Linked DNA regions of Mus musculus: regions 1, 2, 4 and 5 are each linked to region 3. Evidence: chromatin contacts called from public HiChIP or PLAC-seq and promoter capture Hi-C data. All regions are on one chromosome and are shown on one strand. The core of a region is the stretch at or near the end of the contact, and the rest is flanking DNA. Distances in the headings are between cores, read along the strand shown.

Region 1 (4,302 bases), core at 1,052-3,551, 240 kb before region 3:
CCCTTTCCTCCCGAAGCTGTTTAGGTCATGGTGTTGCATCACAGTGACAGTAAACCTAAGACCGTGACTAGCATTGGTCGTTAAAATTTTCTCATTACCACAAGAATAAGATTTTAATGATTAGCATTCTTCATTAAACATGTTTAATATAAAAATAGCTGCTTTATTTTTTTAACCACTGAGGATTAAGACCAGGATAATGTGCATGCTAGTCACAATCTCTCTACCTTTGAACTATAATCCTAGTCTACAGGTGCATTTATTTTTTTTAAAATACAATCTTTTTGTTTGTTTGTTTTGTTTTTCTTTTTTTTTAAAGATTTATTTATTTACTATATGTAAGTACCCTGTAGCTGTCCTCAGATCTTCCAGAAGAAGGCATCAGATTTTGTTACGGATGGTTGTGAGCCACCATATGGTTGCTGGGATTTGAACTCGGGACCTTCGGAAGAGCAATCGGTGCTCTTAACCACTGAGCCATCTTGCGAGCGCCCTACAGGTGCGTTTATTATTATTGGTTTGTGTGTGTGTGTGTGTGTGTGTGTGTGTGTGTGTGTGTGTGTGTGTGATAAGCCCTTTACAATGAGTCACAAGCTCAGCCTTATGCCTCATGCTCTCCCCTCAAAAAACAGTCACTTGATTTTTCACCCAACAATGTGTCTTCTCAAGATAGAAAGAACAAAACAACAACAGCGTTTCTCAAACTTTATTTTCTCAGGATCACTTTAAACTCCTTAAAATTATTGCCCCTCCCCAAGAATCTTTTGTACAAATGGTTCCTATCAATATTTACTAATAACAATTTAAGATGGAGAAAACTTTTAACTAGCTTAAAAGTTTCTATGCAGGGCTTCATGTAACCCAACATGTTCTGCTTTTTGTTGTTTTGGGACAGGACCTCACCGGCAGCTAGACTGATCTGGAACTATATAGTTCTGCTGCCTCCAACTTGGAAGAACCCTCATATTCTCAAATGCTAGCTGACGTTACAGCTGTAAGTCACCCATGCCGGCTTACAGGCATGTAAACAATATAACATCTTAAACATTTTTCCTTTCTTTTTCTCTTTTTGAGATGGGGTCTCACCACATAGCTCTGGAGTAGACTAGGCTAGCCTTGAATTCAGAGATCCACCTGCCTCTGGTTCTGGAGTGCTTAAAGGTGGGTGCCATTACACCAGGCATAAACAGCATTTAAAATGAAAATTAACTCGGTAAACAAATGTTATCCAAAATGTGAGAATTTCCAAATTTCTTAAGTTCCAATTTAATAGAAGGGTAGGTGTGTTTTAGTTCTGCCTCTATCTATAGTCAGTCATGTGTTGCTTTGGTTGGTGTATGTGAAGAAAATTTGACCTTACAGATCTAAAAAAAAAAAAAAGCCAGGTGGTGGTGGCGCACACCTTTTTAACCCCAGCACTTGGGAGGCAGAGGCAGGCGGATTTCTGAGTTCGAGGCCAGCCTGGTCTACAAAGTGAGTTCCAGGACAGCCAGGACTATACAGAGAAACCCTGTCTCAAAAACAAAAACAAAAAAACAAAACAAAACAAAAACAAAAACAAAACAAAACCCACTTCCATGGCAGGTGAGATGGTAGAAAACCAATCCCCTCAAATTGTCCTTTGATCTCTAAACATGATCCACACACACACACACACACACACACACACACACACACACACACAGAGAGAGAGAGAGAGAGACACAGACACAAGTCGCTAAAGTATATATATAAATTTAAAAAGGGACCAGGTGGCTGACATCTGTCACTTGGAATGCAGAGGTAGGAGGAATGCGTGGTATTGGAGGCTATTATTCGTTTCGTAAAAACTAAACCAAACTAAACAAAAAACAAAAACAAAAACAGAGGACACTAAATTAGCTCTTTATCACCTTTGTCCTCCAACCCTGGTCTTGGCCTTGGGTGTTTTCTCTTGGTTCAGAGCTATTCCTTCGCACTATGCATAGATGCACAAATGCAGGAATTTGTAGTCTGTGGCAACAGTTTCCCCTCGATGTTTCCGTACATCTACCTTGTTCTTTTCATGGGGTATTCCATAACGGGGATGTATTCAGTTTGTCTTCCCTTACCGACGGATGGACTAGGTTTCTCGGTTTTGTCATCTCACCACCCCTGCCCCGGGGTTAAGGGATGGCGACAAAGCTGTGAGGTCTTCCCTCGGGGATCAGCCCTGGTGGAGCAGGGCTAACTAACCATCAGGGGCGGAAACCTCCGGCTTGGCAGGTCGGCAGCCTGCTTCCGGGAAGCCGACCGGAAGCCGCTCCGGGTGCTGCGACAAACCTGACTTCAGGGGCCGTCGTAAAAGTGTCGTCCCTGTCGCGTCGGGCCGGCCACAGGTTTCCGCTAGCTGGCGGCCGGGGGTCGGGAACTGCGGGCGTTCGTTTCCCTTAAGATGGCGGACGAAGAGATGGACGGCGCCGAGAGGATGGACGTCAGCCCGGAGCCTCCCCTGGCCCCGCAGCGGCCGGCATCGGTGAGTCTTCATCTGCTAGCGCCTTTTGTCCTCTCCACCAACAGCTTCCCACCGCGCCTGGGAGGGTTTGGGGCTCCGCTTTCTATGGCGGCACTGGGGAAGGGGAGTCCTAGGATTGAAGGATCGACCCTCCCTCCCCCGATAAAGTTAGTCGTCTCCTACACACATTCCTGCCAGCCAGGTCTACGGAGTTTAATGACTGTCATCTATTAAGTCTCAACGTGCTCAGACACGCATGTCTCTATTTTGAAGTAGAAAGAACTCGTGCACATTTAGGTGGGTTTGATGTAGGAGCTGAGATGAGGTTGGAGAAGGCCATTTTTCGGTAGACGCATTGCTGACCCCTCTTGTTGATAGGCATCGGGACCCGGACCAGCACCTGGTGTGATATAGCATTGTCGGGTGGACTTGATAGTGGCAGTGAGTGTTGCGGCTGGCAAGGCATGGCCAGATATCCATTATTGCAGCGTCTTGAGAACCTTCGATCTGGCCCCCAGTGAGGGAAATTTGTCATTTGTCATGCCTTTTATATATGAGAAGGGACATTTCAAACGAGAGAATACTGGAATCTATACTTGGCTATTAGATTTTTGAAGGGCTGAGAAAGGAGAGGTAGAATAAAATTGAGTCAACAGTCTGGCTGCGTGGAGAATACGAACAGAGTAGGCTGAAAGGTGGGGTAATGTTCACAAATGTTCTGATGTGGTCCCTTCAGATAACTAGAAGGGAGGGAGGTCCTTAGGAAGTACTCACTATTGATCACAACATGTTTTATCAGTTTGTCTATAGCTGCATATGGAAAAGTGTGGGAAACATACCCGCACCCACGCAAACCCATTGTATATACACATACCTGTTAGTGAAGTTGTTTGTAGTTTTAATAAACTCATTCTTGGCTTACTTTACCCCAGCAGACTCTAGAACATTATTTTATGAGACAAGAGAATGACTCAGAAATAAGTCAACCACGGAGACTAGAGAGAATGTCTGTAAGATAAAAAACCATCAGGGACAGAGTTGGAATAAGACTATATGCACTAGATCAGCACTTGGCAGTCTTCCTCCTCCATCCCAAAAAGCAGTTGAAACTCACTTCACCACTGGTAATGTAGCTTAGATGAAAACAGCTAGAAAATGTTTCCAAGTAGATAAACTGGTTTGTTTGTTTGTTTGTTTGTTTGGTTGGTTTTGGTTTTGGTTTTTTTAGTGCTAGGGAGAAAACTCCAGGCCTTATGCATGCTAGGCAAGGGCTCTTCTTCTGAGCTATAGGTTAAGATAGAGAGATCATTTACTTTCAGGAGTTCCAGGCAAACCCCGGACTAGACTGTGAAACTCCATCTAAAAACAAAAATAGAAAAAAAGATTCATAGATAGAATCATGTGCTTTTTTTGTTTGTTTGTAATCTAGTGCGTTATAGTCAGAATAGTTGTAGTTTCCTATTGCCAAAGATGAGTAATGTTTATTTAAATCGTTGCTATGTTAATTCTTTCCCACTAGCACTGTAAAACCCCATTAATAAAACCATAAAACATCCATTACTTTGGAATTGGAAAAATGGTATAGAAATTGAGCAGGAATCTGTAACAAACATGTCTTCAAAGAATAATATATTTCTTTGGGCAAGGCTTTTTAAACTTTACAGAGAAGCAAGGAGTGGTGTCATGTAGCCTCAGGGAATTCAGCCTATAGATAATATAAAAGATGAAGAACTTAGATTCAAGATAGGGTGGTGTAAGTGGATACAGACCGATGACCGTGAAGCCTTTATTTTTTGGCTTGAGCCCTTTTTGCTTGACCCCAGAGTTCA
Region 2 (4,332 bases), core at 358-2,857, 230 kb after region 3:
CCCAAAACAAGCAAACAAAAAACCAGGGTTTCTCTGTGTAGCCCTAGCTGTCCTGGAACTCTCTCTGTAGGCCTTGAAACCACAGAGATTCACTTGTGCCACCACACCTGGCCCACCATGTATTATTTGAAAGCTGTTGACAAACATAGGTATGTAAGGACACTAGACCCCCTCCACTGACCTGCAGTACTCATGACATGCCTGTTCCCATGAGCCTCCCTCCTCCCTCTTAAGCAGCACTAGAATTGAATCCAGAGCCCTGTGAATACCAGGCAAGCATTCTACACTCAGCCACGCTCCCAGTCCATGAAATCTTTGAGTGAGCAACTCTTGAAACATATTCTATGCTGTTCCAGCACCCAAAGGATGAGGAAGAGCAAGACACACCCAACCCTAAAATAAGATGTGCAGTTGTTAGGAAGGTACCTGGCTCCAGCCCTAGCATGGAACCAGCATTGTGATCATGGAGTCACTACCTGAAAGACACTCAGTGGGGCGTTTGTCCTGGGTCAAGTCACTCTGAGAACAGCCACAAGGTCCATGGCAGACCTGAGTCTCCTCCATTACACCGACCCCTCTCTCCTGATACACTCACACACACACATACACACACACACACACACACACACACACACACACACACACACACACACACACACGAGACTCTAAACTTCTCCGCTGCCCTACCTGCCACTTCCTGCCTCCAGGAGTGCAAGGAAGCCATTTAACCCCACTGAGCCACCACCTTCTCGAGTGAAAAGCTGGGATGACAACCTTATCCATCTCGTCCTCTTCTCCAAATGTTTGAAGAAATGATGTAAGCCACAGTCATGAAGGATATCTAGAAATACCCTTGTGATGCACATGCTACACCTGACATTTCACATGTGTGAGCTTATAGATCTAAACTCCACCAGCATGGCCAGGGGATTATGATTATCCCCATTTTACAGAGTAGAAAGCTGAGTCAGAGGGGTTCTGTAAACTTGACCAAGTCACCAAGGTGGAAGGTGAATGACCCAGGTTCTGACCCTGGGTCCTGAACCTAGTCCCTTTTCTCTGTGTGAGAAATCAGATGCGATCCAACCTCTTAAGCCAATATTAGCCTTCCTTGCCATCACTTCCTAAACCCAGCTGCCTTCCTCTAATTGATAAAATATTTTCTCCTCTTCCACACTCCTGCTTCTGACCAGCAAAATGGTTCTATAACAGAAGCATCATTCCTTCTGCCATGCACACTTGACTGCCCCTGCCTGGGCTGGAATGTGACCCCCATATCTTCTCATAGTTAAGAGCCTAACCACTTACCACTGGCCGATCCACAGAGATTGTATTTTCAGCTTCCCTGCGAAAAACACAAAGGGTATCTCAATATCCCCCGGAACAAACAGGAGTCACCCCCACAAATTTGTCCAGGTCACATGGCTTCTTTGTGGTCAAAGATTTGAGATTAAATCTAAAAGAGCCTGGGACTAAACACCCACCCCAGGAGCCAGCCTCATGTAGATGCCATTCCCAAAAAAGCCCAGGCACACAGCTACTCCTTGGTGTTGCCCAGAGCTCCCTCAAAGCATGGCCCAGCTACCTAGCAACAGGCCTAGCACCTCTTCCAGGGACAGAACTCAGAGAGGCAGGGTCTGTCAGTACATCTGCTGAAATGAAGCCTGGCTGGCTTCCCGTGCATTCCAACTACACTCACTTGCTTATCATTTCTATAAATCTAATGTGTCTATAAAGCAATGTGTGTTTCTTCGTCCCTTGTCCCTTGAGTGTTAACCTTCATGAAGTCACCGAGCCCCTTCTGTTTCTGTTTCTGTGATCCTGTTTACTTCATGATCCCCAGTGCCTGGAAGAGTCCTGGGGTAGAATGGCTGCTCAAAACATATCTGCAGGATGAATGGAGTGAGTATTTGTGAGCTGCTCTAGTGCCACAGGGCTATACTTGCAACTCCTCTGGAGGCTGGGGTAGGAGGATCAAAGGTTCGAGGCCAATCTGAGTGAGTTCAAGGCTAGCCTGGGAGGTTTAGTTAAACCTGTGGCGCCCCGGGATTGCACTCCAGTGCTGTAAAAAGCAATCAAAGAAAGGACTGAAGGAACTTGAGTAAAGGTCCTAGAGTACAGAATGGCAAAAGCCTGTGGCTGTGTCCCAAAAGACCTGAAGGAAATTGGTCCAGCTGCCTCCTGGCTATAGGATGGGCCACATGAGTGACCTCTTAGCGGTAGGTGGGGAAAGCCAGGCTGCCACTCACTCAGAGAGATTCCTCTTTTCGGAGAAGACTCGGAGGATGAATTCCCCCTCCTGGTGGGGCTCGTAGGTGGAGGGTACGATGACATACTCGCTGGGTGGCAGGCGGAAGCGCTGGGACACCTCCCGCATGTTGATGTAGGTTTTGCTTCTGGCCTTGGAGGCGTTGTACAAGAAGAAGTCCTTCTGCAGGTGTTGCTTATTCCCGTGCATCTGGGGACAAGAACCCAAAAGAACTGAGCCCCTTGGGAAGGTTGTGTGGACCTGCTCATAGTCCCCTCCAAGGGCCCTGACTCTTTGGTCATTCGTTTCACAGTCCTTACCTACCTACTTCCAGTTCCTAAGGCCTCAAATTGCTGAACATCACAGAAATTCTGTAGCTCACTTCCTCCTCTTCCTTTTTGGGGGGAGGGGGTGGGGGGGCAGGATTCAGAAATAAAGGTCAGGTCTATGTTTTTCCCTTGGCAGGGCCACTCACCAGAACTGATGATCCCCAATTCCAAATCCCTCAAGCTCACAAGTGCCCCAAAGATGGGGAAGGACTCTGGGCTCTGAAGAAGGCGATTCTCCTATTCTAGGAGGCAGCCTCCTTCAAACGCACCTCTGAGAGTGTATACTTGCATGAATATGAAAGAATAAGTGTGGGAAGGTTTGTGTGTTTGATGTGCAGGGTGTCCTGGTGGGAGGGAGAAAACGTGCATTCTGGGCGTGGTACCCTCCTATCAGCCTCGATCACCAACCCTACCAGGAATCTTCTTAGGGGGCCACAGACAGACTTAGGACCCCCAAGGAATGCTGCACACCACGGCTGCCCGCTGCCACTGCTATACCTCTTTGGGAACCTGGAAGCGAAATAGAAAAAGAACATCTCTGATGTAAATGAGGGTACAGAGTCTGCAGAAGGGAATGCCAGACACATGAGAGTGACTGTAGGCTCTAACTCCTGCTACCACCCGGCCAGCTCCGTCCTGCCTTCTGCAACTGTGGTATTTACACTGGTGACAGACATGTGTGAGCCTGAGAGCAGGAGCCCTGTTGGTCACTGGGGACACGAAAAACCAGAAGACCCTGTTGGAAACTCCCAAGTTCTCCCCGCTGGAAAGGTGTTTCCCGTACTGGAGCCGGGGCGCTCATACCTCGTAGATGGCGAAGCCAATAGTGAAGAGGTTGGCCCCCAGCTTCCGGTCCTTGCGCCGGTTCTTCTGCATCAGAGCCACGAGGAAGCTGCAGATTACCTCAGAGTCCTCAGGGTCATCGTCTTCCTCCAGAAGCTTGAGACGGTACTGCGGGTTGGTCCAGAAAGTGTCTGTGACCCAAGAAAGGAAATGCGTGTTCAGATACGCCTCTATGAGAAAGGGCAGGAAGGAAAGTAGGACAGAGATCCGGTCTCCTTTGTTCCCTATGATGGGTAACGTTAAGGTTTTGAATTATGTGTATGGATGGTTTGCCTATGTCTGTGTACCGCATGCATGTCTGGTGCCCATGGAGATCAGAAGAGGGCCACCATGTGATTGCTGGGAACCGAACCGAGGTCTTCTGCAAGAGCAGTAAGAGCTCTTTACCATTGAGTCATCTCGCCAGTTCCCATTAAATGGATTTTGACTTAGAATTAGGACAGAATTCCCAGAAATTTCTGAAATGGCCCTAAGAACTGCTGCCGATTCGTACTACTTATTTATATAAATGGGATTCTCAAGATTGACAATTATGACATCAAAATATCCATCAATTCCAAAAAGAAGATGCTCTGTGTCCTACGGTATCTAATATTCCACAAGATTTAATTTTTTTGAGCAAAAGCGAACAAGTGCACCTATCTCATTAACATAAAATAAATGGCAAACTTACATGTGCACCATGAACTGTTTTAAAATAAAATAAATTTATTTTCTTTTCATTTTTTGTGACAATTCTCCTGACTCCTTCGTGCTGGGATTAGAAGCATGTGCCACCATACATGCTTTATTCTCTGTGTGTATGTGTGTGAGGGTGTGACTTCATGCATGCTAGACAAGCAAACTATCAACTGTGTTACACTCCCAGACTCCCAAGTAAATGTCTTAATGATTTATCAGTAAGTGTCTGAT
Region 3 (3,894 bases), core at 257-2,756:
TTTTTGCTCAGGCAACCATGGGCATAGAGTATTGAAAAACATGCAGTGCTTTTGTATAGGCCATCTGTACATAAAAGTGTAATTATTTATTTAATTTTCTCATTTGTACCATATTAAAGCTTTGTACAGTGTTTTAAGTTCTGTTTTAAAATTATTTTGTATTTTATTTTTATAATCTAGTAATAAAACATTCAGTCCGCATGCAAACTTTAGTGCTATTTGTGTGATGGTTTGGATTTCAAAAAGTGAAAACTATTTCCTAAACTACTAAAGTGTTACAGAAGTGACAGACAACCAAGAGAAGGCCATTTTGGCTAACTTAGACGCTAGGTGAACACCAGGGTTCAGGGGTCTGACGTGCGTGTTCAAGCTGACTTTGATATTCTTCTGTCTCTGCCTGCCAAGCACTGGGATTGCAAGCATCCACTAAATCCAGCACAGAATTAAGTTTTCAAAACTCCCTTTTCTTCTCCTTGGCAGTATGCTAGAGGGATTCCTGCTCCATCTACTGCCTATCACCAAGTGGTCTTCCTTTGAATGAGAGGAACACAGGGCCAATACACTGCTACTTTGTTTTGGAGGAAACTATAGATCCTATATCTTGATTTTTTTTTCTTTCCTTTTACTAAGGAGTATCATCCGAAAGCCTATTATATTTTTCAAAATAAGGGACCTGACAGGAAGTGTAGCCAGAGGGTTAACCAGCCAGTGTGTGTGGAGGAGGGTCGGGGGAGTGTGTCTAGGAATGCCATACTCTTCCAGAAGCTAATCATGAATCCTGACCTCTCAAGTAAAAGAAGTTGAGATATTCCCCTGCTGTAAACTCTTTAATACAATACGTAAGGGATTCAATACAAGTCTGATGGACATTTGATGATTTTATAACATGCCTCAGCATGAACTCTGTCCTCAATTGTCAGTTGATGAAAAAGTTGGCCAATGGTAAAGAGTCAGCCTTTTGAGTAAAAGAGGGGAAGGGGTGGGGAGCTAAGTAGGCCGGGCGCACCCCTTTAATCCCAGCACTCCGGAAGCAAAGGCAAGATAATCTATGAGGTCGAAGTCAGCCTGGTCTACAGAGTGGCCAGGCTATACAGAGAAATCATGTCTCAGAAAAAACAAAAAGGTCAAAACACAAGGTTACTCACTTTATTTTGGTTGAGGAGGGAGTGACTCAAAAAGCTCTACAGTCATGGTCTAAGGCTGTGCTTATGACAGGTGTCTGGTCTCATAGGCTGGTCTCTTAGAGTTGGTCACTTTTCCTGTCTGGTCCCTCTTTCAGACCCGGGTCTCCTCAGGCAGTTCATCTTATCACATTGCTCCAGGGGCCAGGAAATCAGAGAAAGGCGCCTCGCCGCCCTGCAGGCCTGGCTGGCTGGGCAGATCTTCCCGGGCCGCCAGAGCCCCACCCCTCAAGGACCCGCCCCGTCGTCCAACGGTCGATCCCGGTCGCCGGCTCCGCCCCTCCCGGCTGCCCGTGGCGCGAGTGCGCCTGCTCAGTAGCCTCAGAGCGCCTGCACAGGGATGGCGGCCGTTTTAGAGTCGCTGCTGCGCGAAGAGGTGCCGGTCGCAGCCGCCGTGCGGTGGATCGCGCGCAGCACCCCGAGTTCGGAGGTAACAGTGCGGACACGCCCTCAAGCCTGCCTGGAATGTGCTTCCCGCGGGGGATGATGCTTCAGTCCCTTCTCCCAGCCTGCCCTGCCTGACGGCCCGCGCCAAGGGCGCTCGCTCCTCTGCGCGCCGCTGCCGGGCCGCCCACCCTGCGGCCTCAGCCGCTGACGGCCCGCGCTGTCAGCTGACGCTCTCGCCCCGCGACCTCTGCTTCTTCCTCAGGATAGCTCCGAGGTGGCCGCTCTGAGCGCACTTCGGCCTCTGCGGAAGGAATTCGTGCCGTTCCTGCTGAACTTCCTGAGGGAGCAGAGCAGCCGGGTCCTCCCGCAGGGCCCCTCAACCCCCGCCAAGACCCCAGTCGCCTCGGCAGCCTTGCCAGCGAGGCAGGGGGCCCCGGCACGGGGTGGCCGTGGGGCGCGCAGCCAGCTTTTCCCTGCAGCCGAGCCCCTCAGCGCCGCCGCCGAGGCACCTCTGGCCCGCCGTGCGGGCCGCAGGCGGGGTCCGGGACCGGGGCCGTCCCGCGAACGAGGCGGTCGGGGCTCCGGGGCCGCGGAGGAGGGGGCGAGTGGCGAGAGCCCGCCTTGGGCCGGAGGCCGGAAGCCTAAGGGCTCAGGCAGCCCTGGCAGCCCCAGACTGTCGCTCTCTGATCCGCCAAACCTCAGCAACTTGGAGGAGTTCCCTCCCGTAGGCACCGTTCCTCCGGGCTCTGCAGGGTGAGAATCGGTCCTTATTGCAAGATGTTCGCTAAAGCCGAGCTTGGTGCCCCACAGTAGAGTGCGCGATGGTTAGAAGGTTGAGGGTGAAGAAACCACAATGGGGGAGGGTTTAAAAGGGGCCCAACTGTTATGGATGGAATGATGCTTGAAGATAGAAAATTGGAAAAAAACAAAAAACTGTGACTACTCTCAGCAGAACGAAGCCTTCTCGAAGGATCAACCCAACTCCGGTGAGCGAAGAGCGGTCACTGTCCAAGCCCAAGACCTGCTTCACCTCACCCCCAATCAGCTGTGTCCCCAGTTCCCAACCCTCAACCCTGGACACTAGCCCTTGGGGCCTTGGCCTTCCCCCAGGGTGCAGAAGTCTGCAAGAGGAGCGGGAGATGCTCAGGAAGGCGCGGTATGGCTTTGCCGCCACCTGGGATGTCAACTTCCTCCTTATGCGGGACTTGCAGGGATTTTTCCTGAACTTGATTTCTCCCTTCGGGATTCTGGGTTTGCTTCTTGGGCTGTTGATGTCTTCTCTGGCAGAACCTGAATGTGAATGTCGCTGGTAAAGCCAGGCTGATTAATCATGACATCTCCTCCTGTTCACATAGCACCAAGCAACTCCAGCAGTCACCTACCCCAGCCTCTCCCATCCCAGAATCGGGGTCTCCGGTTCCCAGCAGGACAGGAAACCTCACCGCAGAGCCTGCCGACCCGGCCAGAGTGTCTTCTCGACAGCGCCTGGAGCTGGTAGCCCTTATCTACTCCTCCTGCATTGCTGGTGAGTGAGCGCAAAGGGGGCTGCGGTGGATATGCTTGCAAACTACAGAGTAAGAGAGTAGAGGAGGCGCAGAGCCTTGGCCTGCTTGTCAGTGGTACGATGGTATGGCATTTCTCTTTATAAACAGAGAACCTAGTACCAAACCTTTTCTTGGAGCTTTTCTTCGTCCTTCAGCTCCTTACTGCTCGGAGAATGGTGGCCACCAAGGACAGTGACCTGGAATCAAGTCAGGGTGCCCTAGGTCAGTAAGCAAGTCTCACTTTGAGAAATGATGTTTGCAGGTGGGACAGTTCTTAACTAACGGTTTGTTGTTGACCTAGATTCCCTGGACACTCCCCTGTTTCGTAGCATCCATGATTGCGTCTTCTTTGCAGTGCAAGTTTTGGAGCATCAGTTTCAGTGAGTTTTCTAGCTGTGACATTTGAGTCTTATATGTCTGTTTCTAGCCGTGTGGGATGTGCATGCCTTTGCTTAATAGATACAGTTGCCCTAGACCTTACCTGTAACCTTTTGTTGAGGGGGAGGAGATTGTGGTTGGTTTGGTTTTTTTGTTTTGTTTTGTTTGGTTTAGTTTTTGAGTCAGGGTGATACTATGTAGCCCTTGCTGGCCTTGAATCCCCTAAGCAGAACAAGCTGGCCTTAAACCTGCATAGATTTTCCAGCCTGTGCGTCTCAAGTTCTGGAAATGAGGGCATGCACTACAACTCCTGGCCCATCTGTATCATTTGATTTTGTATCAAGGCTGAGTTTATCCTCTAAAAAAATAAATAGCTGGGTTTGGTGCTAAGCAAGGATTGCAAG
Region 4 (3,942 bases), core at 1,010-3,509, 160 kb after region 3:
TTTCTCTGTGTAGTCCTGGCTGTCCTGGAACTCACCCTGTAGACCAGGCTGGCCTCGAACTCAGAAATCTGCCAGCCTCTGCCTCCCGAGTGCTGGGATTAAAGGCGTGCGTTACCACCGCCCGGCACCAGCTTCTATCTTAGTTCATTTTTACTATTCCTGGAACAAAGGACCATGAACATGGCAACTTACACAAGAAACCATTTATCCGACCATCATGGCCAAGGAGCACAGAAGCAAGCAGAGGGAGCTTGAGCAATAGCTGAGAGCTCAGATCTCTCAACCACCAGGTTGAGAGAACTAACTGGGAGACATATATTTAATATAGGTCTATTGTTTAATTGTTGTTTTGAGATGAGGTTTCATGAGGTTGCTGAGGCTGGCTTATATAACCCCGTCTCAGAAGTATTAAATATGTGATTATGGAGCACTGTCCTCAGAGCATAAATAAGCATTACCATCTTAATCAGAACAACTGGAATTACTCACAAAAGACTCTCAGGATTGGGGCCTGTTGACAGAGGACAGGGTGTCACTAGATACTCACCTGGGACTCCAGCTACCCACTCCCAATTCTGGCCCAGTCTCACTTGGTTTTATGGTTGCTACAATGTAGAAAGGAGACCCCACCCCCAACAAGAAGCCACCTAAAAAGCAAAATGAAACAAGAAGTCCTGCTAAGAATGATAATTATTTAAGGTACAGGCAAAGTTTAATCATTTAACTTACTTTAATATGGCCTGTCCCAGAAGCATGGTAAGAAAGTGTTTCCAATTTGCTATTATCTACTTGAATGTATTCTTTCGCATAACCTCTCACCAAAAGAACAAATAACAAGTGCTCAGGGAATTCCTTGGGCATCAACTTTGCCAGTAACAGAAATACTAACTTTTCTTACTTTGTCATGAAACAGCTTTCACAAATTTGAACTTCAAAGGACTTAAGCTTTGTGTGTGTGTGTGTGTGTGTGTGTGTGTGTGTGTGTGTGTGTGTGTGTGTGTGCATGCCTTTAATTTCAGCACTTGAGAGACTGAGGCAAGCAGATCTCTGAATTCCAGGCCAGCCTGAGCTACATAGTGAGATCATGTCTTTTAAAAAAAAAATGCTTTAACAAGTAATGCCTCATTGGACCAAACTGACCTCGAACTCACAGATATCCATCTGCCTCTGTCTCCTAAGTACTGGGACTAAAGGTGTGCACCACTACTGCCCAGGGCCTCACAGAATTTATGCATAGTATTTTCCAAGAAAAAGAAGAACGTGAGAAGGATCTATTTTACCTTGCTATGACTGAACTACTAGCATTTTACCAGGATATCTCAAAACCCTCTTAAAAGGCAGCAGGGCAAATGAAGTTATTTCGATCCTTAAAAAATATCTTCAAGTAAGAAACTATACTATTTTCACAAGTAAGATACTTATTTTCTTCAAGTAAGAAACTATACTATTTTCTGAGAACACTTGTCAAAAGCTGCCAGTTTCTAAACTCTTCTGCAATCCCATCCGTGCCCCCAGCCCAAACCTACCCAAATGACAAACAGCAAAAAGGAAAGATCTTTTTCCTCAACTCGGTTGTTTTTCGCTTCCTCTACCGCCAGTTTGCTTTTCCAAATAGTGCAGTGACTAATGATTAAGGACGAAGGAAAGAAGTGTAACAGTACTTTAAAATACTTTCCTCACACACAAACCGAATTGAGGAAAAAAAAAATCATCTTTTGACTGACCATATTCTTGGCGCTTTCCCACGGGGAAGCCTCAAGATAAGCAGGGAATTTCCTAGACAGTGGAGCCTGCAACGCCAGGACCCTCGGGGTCATTCTTCTAACAACCATTTCAGAACTATGTGTTCATTAGGGCCACCAGCCAGACAGTCTGTTAATACTAACGAGAAACATCGTGAGGCTGAAGGTGAGGGACGAGGAGCCGAACCACCCAAGTCCAGGGCACCACCATAGCGCCTCCCTTCCTGCGAGGGCTCGCGCTGGTCGCCAACGCCTGGCGATCTCCTTCTCGGCCCAATCCACCAAGGACTGGCCGGAGCTCTCTTCTCCCCTCAAGTCCGACCCCCAAAACGTTGGACCACCACCACCACCACCCTTTTTCTCCTTGGGATATCATCCTACCTGTCCCGCTGACTAGTTCCCTCAGCTACTTTCCAGAAGCCTCACCCGGCGGCTCCGGCCACTCCTCTCCAGCCTCCACAGTTCTCGGACTCTAGAAGATCGGACAGGGTGCGCGCTCCCTCGCGCGCATGCGCCCGGAGGACTTGTGCGCCTGCGCAGTCGCAGGGCGCCGCGGGGCAGACACACCTCTACCACTGGAGCCAATCGCCGCGGAGAGGGTGTTAAATCTCCTGCCACGCAGGCGGAGATCCTGGGAAGTCACCCGTTAACCCTACAGATTCTCCCCGGGAGGAGTTCTTCCAACTATCATCCCTGAAGGCAGCCTTGCACGGGACGCTTTAGTGTTTGAAAGACTAGGAAAAACTCGCGACTGCCAAAGTCTACAGGGTGTTTTGGCCCGTTTAAACCAGGGAAATAGATGCGTAAATACCTTTCAGTTAACAGAATACGGTCACAGGAATTCCGAAGCAGCTTTGGCCAACAATGAACAAAACATTTATTTTGAGGAATGTCTGAAGGATTGACACAGGAAGTTACTCTTAAAGTCACGAAGGATATGATAAGTAGGAGTACTTCGGAAGTCTACGAGATAAAGAGTTTTCCAGGCAGTGGGAACAACAACAACAACGCAGCGCCTTCTGGAAGTTTCTTGTTAGAAGTTTAAGAGTTCGCTTTCTGAGACAAAAGAAAATGTGAAGACGTGGTAGCTCACATTGTGTAATCCTCAGGCTATCAGAAACTGAGGCTGGAGGATCACTTGACCTCTGGAATGTAAAGCCAAACTGATAACTTAGTGAGATCCTATTTCAGAGTACAGTCTATCACTGGGTTGGGGGGGAGAATGGAAGAGCCCTTTTAGCCCCGAGACCACCGCCATCAGGGCTGAGGATCAAGCTAGATCTTTAAAGGTCTTGTAAAATTTGGAATAATAAACCTAGGATTCGTTTTATACCCATTGAGTTACTGAAGGATTTTAAACAACTTGCCCCAAAAATTCTTCCAAGCATCTCTAAGAGTAAAGCAAAACAAATAAATAATATATAAATAAAAATATATATAAATAAATAAAAAGCTGGCAATATAGGGAATAAAAACTATTTCATAGAAATAGCCTCTTCTTAAGAGATAGAAGAAGTCTGAGAAATATCATTTGAATTTAATACCAAGGGATTGGTGATAGTTGACAGACATTGCAATAGTTTGGAGAAGAGAGAGACATGGGGACATTATAAAATGCTTTTGGAAACTTTGGCTTTTGTCAGAGGAAAAGGAAGAATAATGTATCTTATTCGTTTTTATTTTGTTAGGATGAAGACAGGAGGAAAAAAAAAAACCCAGATGAGAGAAACAGTTGAATTAAAAAAAAAATCAAGGGTGAGGTTGAGTAAAGATCGTGATTGGGTTAGAGCTTCAGTAGTCAAACCTCAGATGAGAGTTGGTGGTGTACACCGACAATCCTGGCACCAAAGGGGATCTTTGTGAGTTTGAAGCCAGCCCAGTTTACAAAGTAATTCTTTGTCTCAAAAGTAAATAAATAAAATTATGGGCTGGAAAGGTAGCTGTTCTTCCACAGGACATAAACTCAGTTTCCAACACCCACCTGGTAGGTAGCTCACGACTATCTGTAATTCCAGTTCCAGGGGATCCAAACCTTCCTCTGGCTTCCACAGGCACATATACAAGGATGGTACACAGACAATCATGCAGGCTAAATACCCATACAAATAAAATATAATAAAAAAAATCAATACTGATAGGAGGTTTAGATAGTGGTTAAAACCCATAATCTCAGCATCAGGAGGTGGAGAGGCAGATTAGA
Region 5 (3,775 bases), core at 548-3,047, 220 kb before region 3:
AGGGAATACTTGGTAGGTAACCATTAAACTACTTGACATAATAGTCACAATATAGTATTTCTTTCCAGACACCGCGTCCAGACAGTTTCATAGATAAACCATGGAAAGTTTCAAGGAATACATACTTTGTGTGCCCTTTGAATGATTCTAGATCTCCTCGTAAGCACTGACCACATCTTAGGGCCAGATGATGCTCTCTGATGCCTTTGTTTGAAGACCTCTCTAGGTGTTAGAGTTGGTTATTGAAGTCTCCCACTGTTGTTGTGAATGTTCCTATATGGCCTGGTAAGCCTTTAAAATTTGCTTTATGAGATAAGTGGCTCTGAGATTTGGTGCATAGATTATTTACAATAGTTATAATCTCTTAATTGTTCCCTTTCTTAATATATGGGGATTCTCATTCAGATACAAGAATCGCTACACCAGCTTGTTTATAATTTCCCTTTGATTGGTGGGCTTATTTCTAAATTTTGACTCCCAGTTTTTGGATGTCTTTGCTAGTTATGTGAATTTCTTGGTGATAACAGTTTCTCTAAGAAATTCCTGTGCTAGAATACTCTTATTTCTCTGTCAACTTTAATAGATAACTTTTCAGGGAAGGATAGCAATTTTGGTTGACAGTTTCAGGGCCATACTTTTTCTGACTTTGAGGACTGCTAATGAAAGATTAATGTTGTTCTGATCTTTCTGCCTCTGAATGTGAGTTAGTGTGTTCTTTTACAGATATTAGTATTTTGTGTTTTTTGTTTGTTTAGTTTGTTTTAATTTAAATATGCCGTGGAGAAATTCTTCTCTAGGAAATTCTTAATTATAATTTAAAAAATAGTTTGTCTAAGCCTCTTTACATGATTTGCCATAACTCCTTAAGCTAGGCCATGGATTCTAGGTTAGATTTCTTGATGTATCCCGGACTTCTTGGAAGTTTTGGTTATCTTCATAATTTTTTTTTCTTTCTGTAAGCCTGTATGTGTTATTGTCCCAACTGGTGCCCCCCTCTGGAACTAGTCCTTAGCCCTTGGTCCTGGTCTGCTGTGACTTTGGTTTTTTTCTTTCATTTCCAGAATTTGGTTTGGCTCTTTTTTTGCATGTTTCCTTGCCAAATTCTCCCTTAATTTTCTCTCAAAATTACTGATACTTTCATCTGTTTCATAACTTTCTTGTGTTGATCCTAACTGACTTCTTAACCTGTTTATAGAATTCCTGTGTATGGTTGTTGATCCTGTTTTTAAAACTAGACTTTGAAATCCTTAAGCCTTTTAGTTAGGTCATTATCTTTGTGTTGGTGTTGTGAGTTTGTGGGAGTGTGTTGTGGTGCTGTCTTTGGCGTTCTTTTGCTGGGCTTGCACTTTCATTGGCAATTCCCATCCCTAGATACAACCTTTTGTTCTGGCAATCTGTTCTAATCTTCTGGCTCCCTCTTATTCTTTGTCTTCAGCTGCCTCTGCTGCCCTGTACTGTACTGCATGGACTCAGGGAAGAACTCAGCTCCACTGCACTGCACTCAGTGCACTCAGTGCACTCACTGCACTGCACTCACCTCACTGCCCTCACTGCACTGCAGTCACCATACTCACTGCACTGTACTCTCTGCACTGCACTGCACTGCAGTCACCACACTCACTGCACTGTACTCTCTGAACTGCACTCAGTGCACTCAGTGCACTCACTGCACTGTACTCACCTCACTGCCCTCACTGCACTGCAGTCACCATACTCACTGCACTGTACTCTCTGCACTGCACTCAGTGCACTCAGTGCACTCCCAACTGACTCCTTCTCTGTCTCTGGGCTCCTCTTAAATTGCTTCTCTTTCATGTGCGTCTCTTTCCTCTTAAGAATTGGGAGTATCCTATTTCTGACTCATTCTGTCAGATCTTTCTCTGATTCATTACTTTGTTTACTCCTCAATTAGCCACTTTTCAAACATGGCCTCTTCCTTCTACAAACATACTGGTGTGTGCTAAGGGATTGTCTGTATTCCAGCCAGAAGGGTTAAAAGTGTGTGGCATGTCTACATTCCAGCTGGATCATACAGACCTAGGTCTTTGGATGTGATCCCTTGCCAGGGCAGCCATGCCATTGGATTATAATTCATCTACATTGGAGCTCAATGTTTCAGAATCCTTCTGTTGACCCTGTTCTGGAAGAACTGTCAATCAGATGAACTCGACTGAGCTAAGATATGTAAATATTACAAAGAACAAAGTGATGTAGTCATGATTGTAAGCCAAAACAAAACAAAACAATAAACAAACAAAACAAAACAAGAACTCAAGAAAATTAACCAAAAAGAAATGAGAAACTTTAGTACAGTTTACAAAGATTTCTAGTCTTTTTTTGTTTGTATGCTTGTTGCTCTTTAAGACAGCTGGCCTGAAACTCAGGTTCCTCCCAAGCAGAGCCTTCCAATTGCTGGGCTTGTATCTGTTTACTACTATTTGCACTGAAATAAACAAGCAACAGTAAAATGTCTGCTTTTTTTGTTTAATATATTTAACAAATATTTTTGATTGGCCATATGAGCAATGCCTTTTAGGAGATGGAATGGGAGATGTTTAATTCATTTTGATAGAAAACAATAAAATGCTTAGGTGGAGGGGGGTGAGAATTGTGCTAGATTCATTCATTTTGAGACAGGGCCTCTATGTAGCCGTGGCTAGCCTGGAACTCACAGAGATCAGCCTTACTTAGCCTCCAAAGAGCTAGTGGTAAAGCCATGTCTCACGTATCCAGGAAGCTAGCTTTATTTTTAGAAATCTGAATTCAGTCTCAAATCTGATCTTGGACATTTTTGGATTTAAACTTATTTTGGGAAAGTAATCAGTATTCTGGAACTGCTTATCTGGAGGTGGGAGAGGACGGCTTTAGGTAGCACGCTAGCTCCTGCAGCACTGTGATTTCAGCCTTTATTCCCTCTGCCTTGGTGAGTGTGCTATCCAGATTCTGCCAGGCACATGGAATTGTGCCAAGCTTAGTGGAGCATCACCAAACATAAGCAGACCTAACTAATAGCGCTGGAAGCGAGTTGTGGAGCATTGAAGAAAGGCTCCTTTAAGATGAAAGGAAAAGCAAGTTCTCCCGTATTTCTGTTGTTTATTTTCTTGTTTTGGTTTTTTTCATTGTTTTTATAACTTCTGGTTCTCTTGTCCCAGTTGGGTTTATTTCTAAGATGCAAATGCCTTTCTTGAAAAATTCTTTCCTAAGCACTAGGTAGAAGCAGAAGAGTTTTTCCAATTCTTCACCTGAGAATGTTTTTATGAATGGTAAGAAGAAGATGTGAGGGAGGTAAAGGAGGAGCAGGACTGTTGTGTTCCAGTGTGGACAGTAGCGCCTTTGACAAGGTCTCTCTTTAACAAAGACCTCTGGGCACACTATTCAGAGAAGGTGACTTGTTGAAGAGGGAGTAAAACCAAACTTACAGACCATTGGTGAGAAGACATAAAAGGTATTAAAGAGAAGAGAGTGGCTTGGGGAGGTTGCCATCTCAACCATATGTAACATACAGTTTAGCTGTATTAAGTATGTTCATATTCAAGTTTTTTGTTGTGTTTTATTTTGTTTTGCTTTTGCCTTGTGCCACTGACTCTCTGTACACAGTCAACACTAAGTCCCTCTCTTCCCAGCCCACAGCCGTTGATTCTCTACTTTCTGCTTCAGCAACTGTGCCACTGCACACAAAAACTTTGTATGATCAGAATGTCCCCTCCCATCTCCTCCCCTTGCCTGACCTCCCCTTCCCTCCCCTCCTCTCCTCTCCTTCCTTTTCTTGTCTTGT

What was found. HiChIP or PLAC-seq counts read pairs in DNA pulled down with a chosen protein or histone mark. Capture Hi-C pulls out chosen DNA fragments and counts their contacts.
Region 1: an H3K4me3 HiChIP or PLAC-seq map of embryonic stem cells shows a contact between it and region 3, with 25 read pairs. The contact joins the promoter of Ubr1 here to the promoter of Cdan1 in region 3. A contact is called at or near these places in 16 of 39 promoter capture datasets (the 3T3-L1 cell line, 3T3-L1-derived adipocytes, the HPC-7 cell line and 11 more), 4 of 484 Hi-C or Micro-C datasets (CD8 T cells, Th1 cells and embryonic stem cells), 10 of 115 datasets of contacts at active chromatin or transcription factors (the 230-238 cell line, CD8 T cells, bone marrow-derived macrophages and 4 more) and 3 of 9 other capture datasets (adipose tissue, liver and pancreatic islet).
Region 2: a contact with region 3 is called in an H3K4me3 HiChIP or PLAC-seq map of the SCID.adh cell line, with 9 read pairs. The contact joins the enhancer-like site here to the promoter of Cdan1 in region 3. A contact is called at or near these places in 5 of 484 Hi-C or Micro-C datasets (differentiating embryonic stem cells, double positive thymocytes, embryonic stem cells and 1 more), 10 of 115 datasets of contacts at active chromatin or transcription factors (the SCID.adh cell line, bone marrow-derived macrophages, effector CD8 T cells and 5 more) and 3 of 9 other capture datasets (adipose tissue, embryonic stem cells and liver).
Region 4: a contact with region 3 is called in a promoter capture Hi-C map of adipose tissue. The contact joins the promoter of Snap23 here to the promoter of Cdan1 in region 3. A contact is called at or near these places in 13 of 39 promoter capture datasets (the 3T3-L1 cell line, the C10 cell line, the HPC-7 cell line and 9 more), 14 of 484 Hi-C or Micro-C datasets (CD4 T cells, CD8 T cells, Th1 cells and 8 more), 6 of 115 datasets of contacts at active chromatin or transcription factors (the SCID.adh cell line, effector CD8 T cells, embryonic stem cells and 2 more) and 3 of 9 other capture datasets (adipose tissue, liver and pancreatic islet).
Region 5: a FOXA1 HiChIP or PLAC-seq map of pancreatic cancer cells shows a contact between it and region 3. The contact joins the enhancer-like site here to the promoter of Cdan1 in region 3. A contact is called at or near these places in 9 of 39 promoter capture datasets (the 3T3-L1 cell line, 3T3-L1-derived adipocytes, the HPC-7 cell line and 5 more), 6 of 115 datasets of contacts at active chromatin or transcription factors (the 230-238 cell line, CD8 T cells, embryonic stem cells and 2 more) and 3 of 9 other capture datasets (adipose tissue, liver and pancreatic islet).

The regions. Positions count from the first base shown.
Region 1 is chr2:120,968,714-120,973,015 of GRCm38.p6, reverse strand. Ubr1 (ubiquitin protein ligase E3 component n-recognin 1) reads left to right here and starts at 2,301. Exons shown (of 47, transcript NM_009461.2): 1 at 2,301-2,494. The coding sequence starts at 2,414.
Region 2 is chr2:120,493,991-120,498,322 of GRCm38.p6, reverse strand. It overlaps Capn3 (calpain 3), which reads right to left. Exons shown (of 24, transcript NM_007601.3): 11 at 3,382-3,551; 12 at 3,076-3,087; 13 at 2,250-2,458; 14 at 1,309-1,345. Among named protein-coding and RNA genes, the nearest start is that of 4931402G19Rik, 27 kb to the right of the region's middle. Within about 2 kb of position 1,607, at least 14 of the 459 cell types and tissues checked have an H3K27ac peak or open chromatin away from gene starts, as enhancers often do. A contact at or near this core is called in the SCID.adh cell line, where this site is marked.
Region 3 is chr2:120,729,129-120,733,022 of GRCm38.p6, reverse strand. It overlaps Cdan1 (congenital dyserythropoietic anemia, type I (human)), which reads left to right and starts at 1,506. Exons shown (of 28, transcript NM_026891.2): 1 at 1,506-1,611; 2 at 1,831-2,321; 3 at 2,518-2,724; 4 at 2,924-3,093; 5 at 3,221-3,334; 6 at 3,414-3,492. The coding sequence starts at 1,522. It overlaps Ttbk2 (tau tubulin kinase 2), which reads left to right. Exons shown (of 16, transcript NM_001024856.2): 16 at 1-207.
Region 4 is chr2:120,565,988-120,569,929 of GRCm38.p6, reverse strand. It overlaps Snap23 (synaptosomal-associated protein 23), which reads right to left and starts at 2,259. Exons shown (of 8, transcript NM_009222.3): 1 at 2,124-2,259.
Region 5 is chr2:120,950,578-120,954,352 of GRCm38.p6, reverse strand. All of the region lies in intron 4 of Ubr1 (ubiquitin protein ligase E3 component n-recognin 1), which reads left to right. Among named protein-coding and RNA genes, the nearest start is that of Ubr1, 18 kb to the left of the region's middle. Within about 2 kb of position 1,797, at least 19 of the 459 cell types and tissues checked have an H3K27ac peak or open chromatin away from gene starts, as enhancers often do. A contact at or near this core is called in pancreatic cancer cells and pancreatic islet, where this site is marked.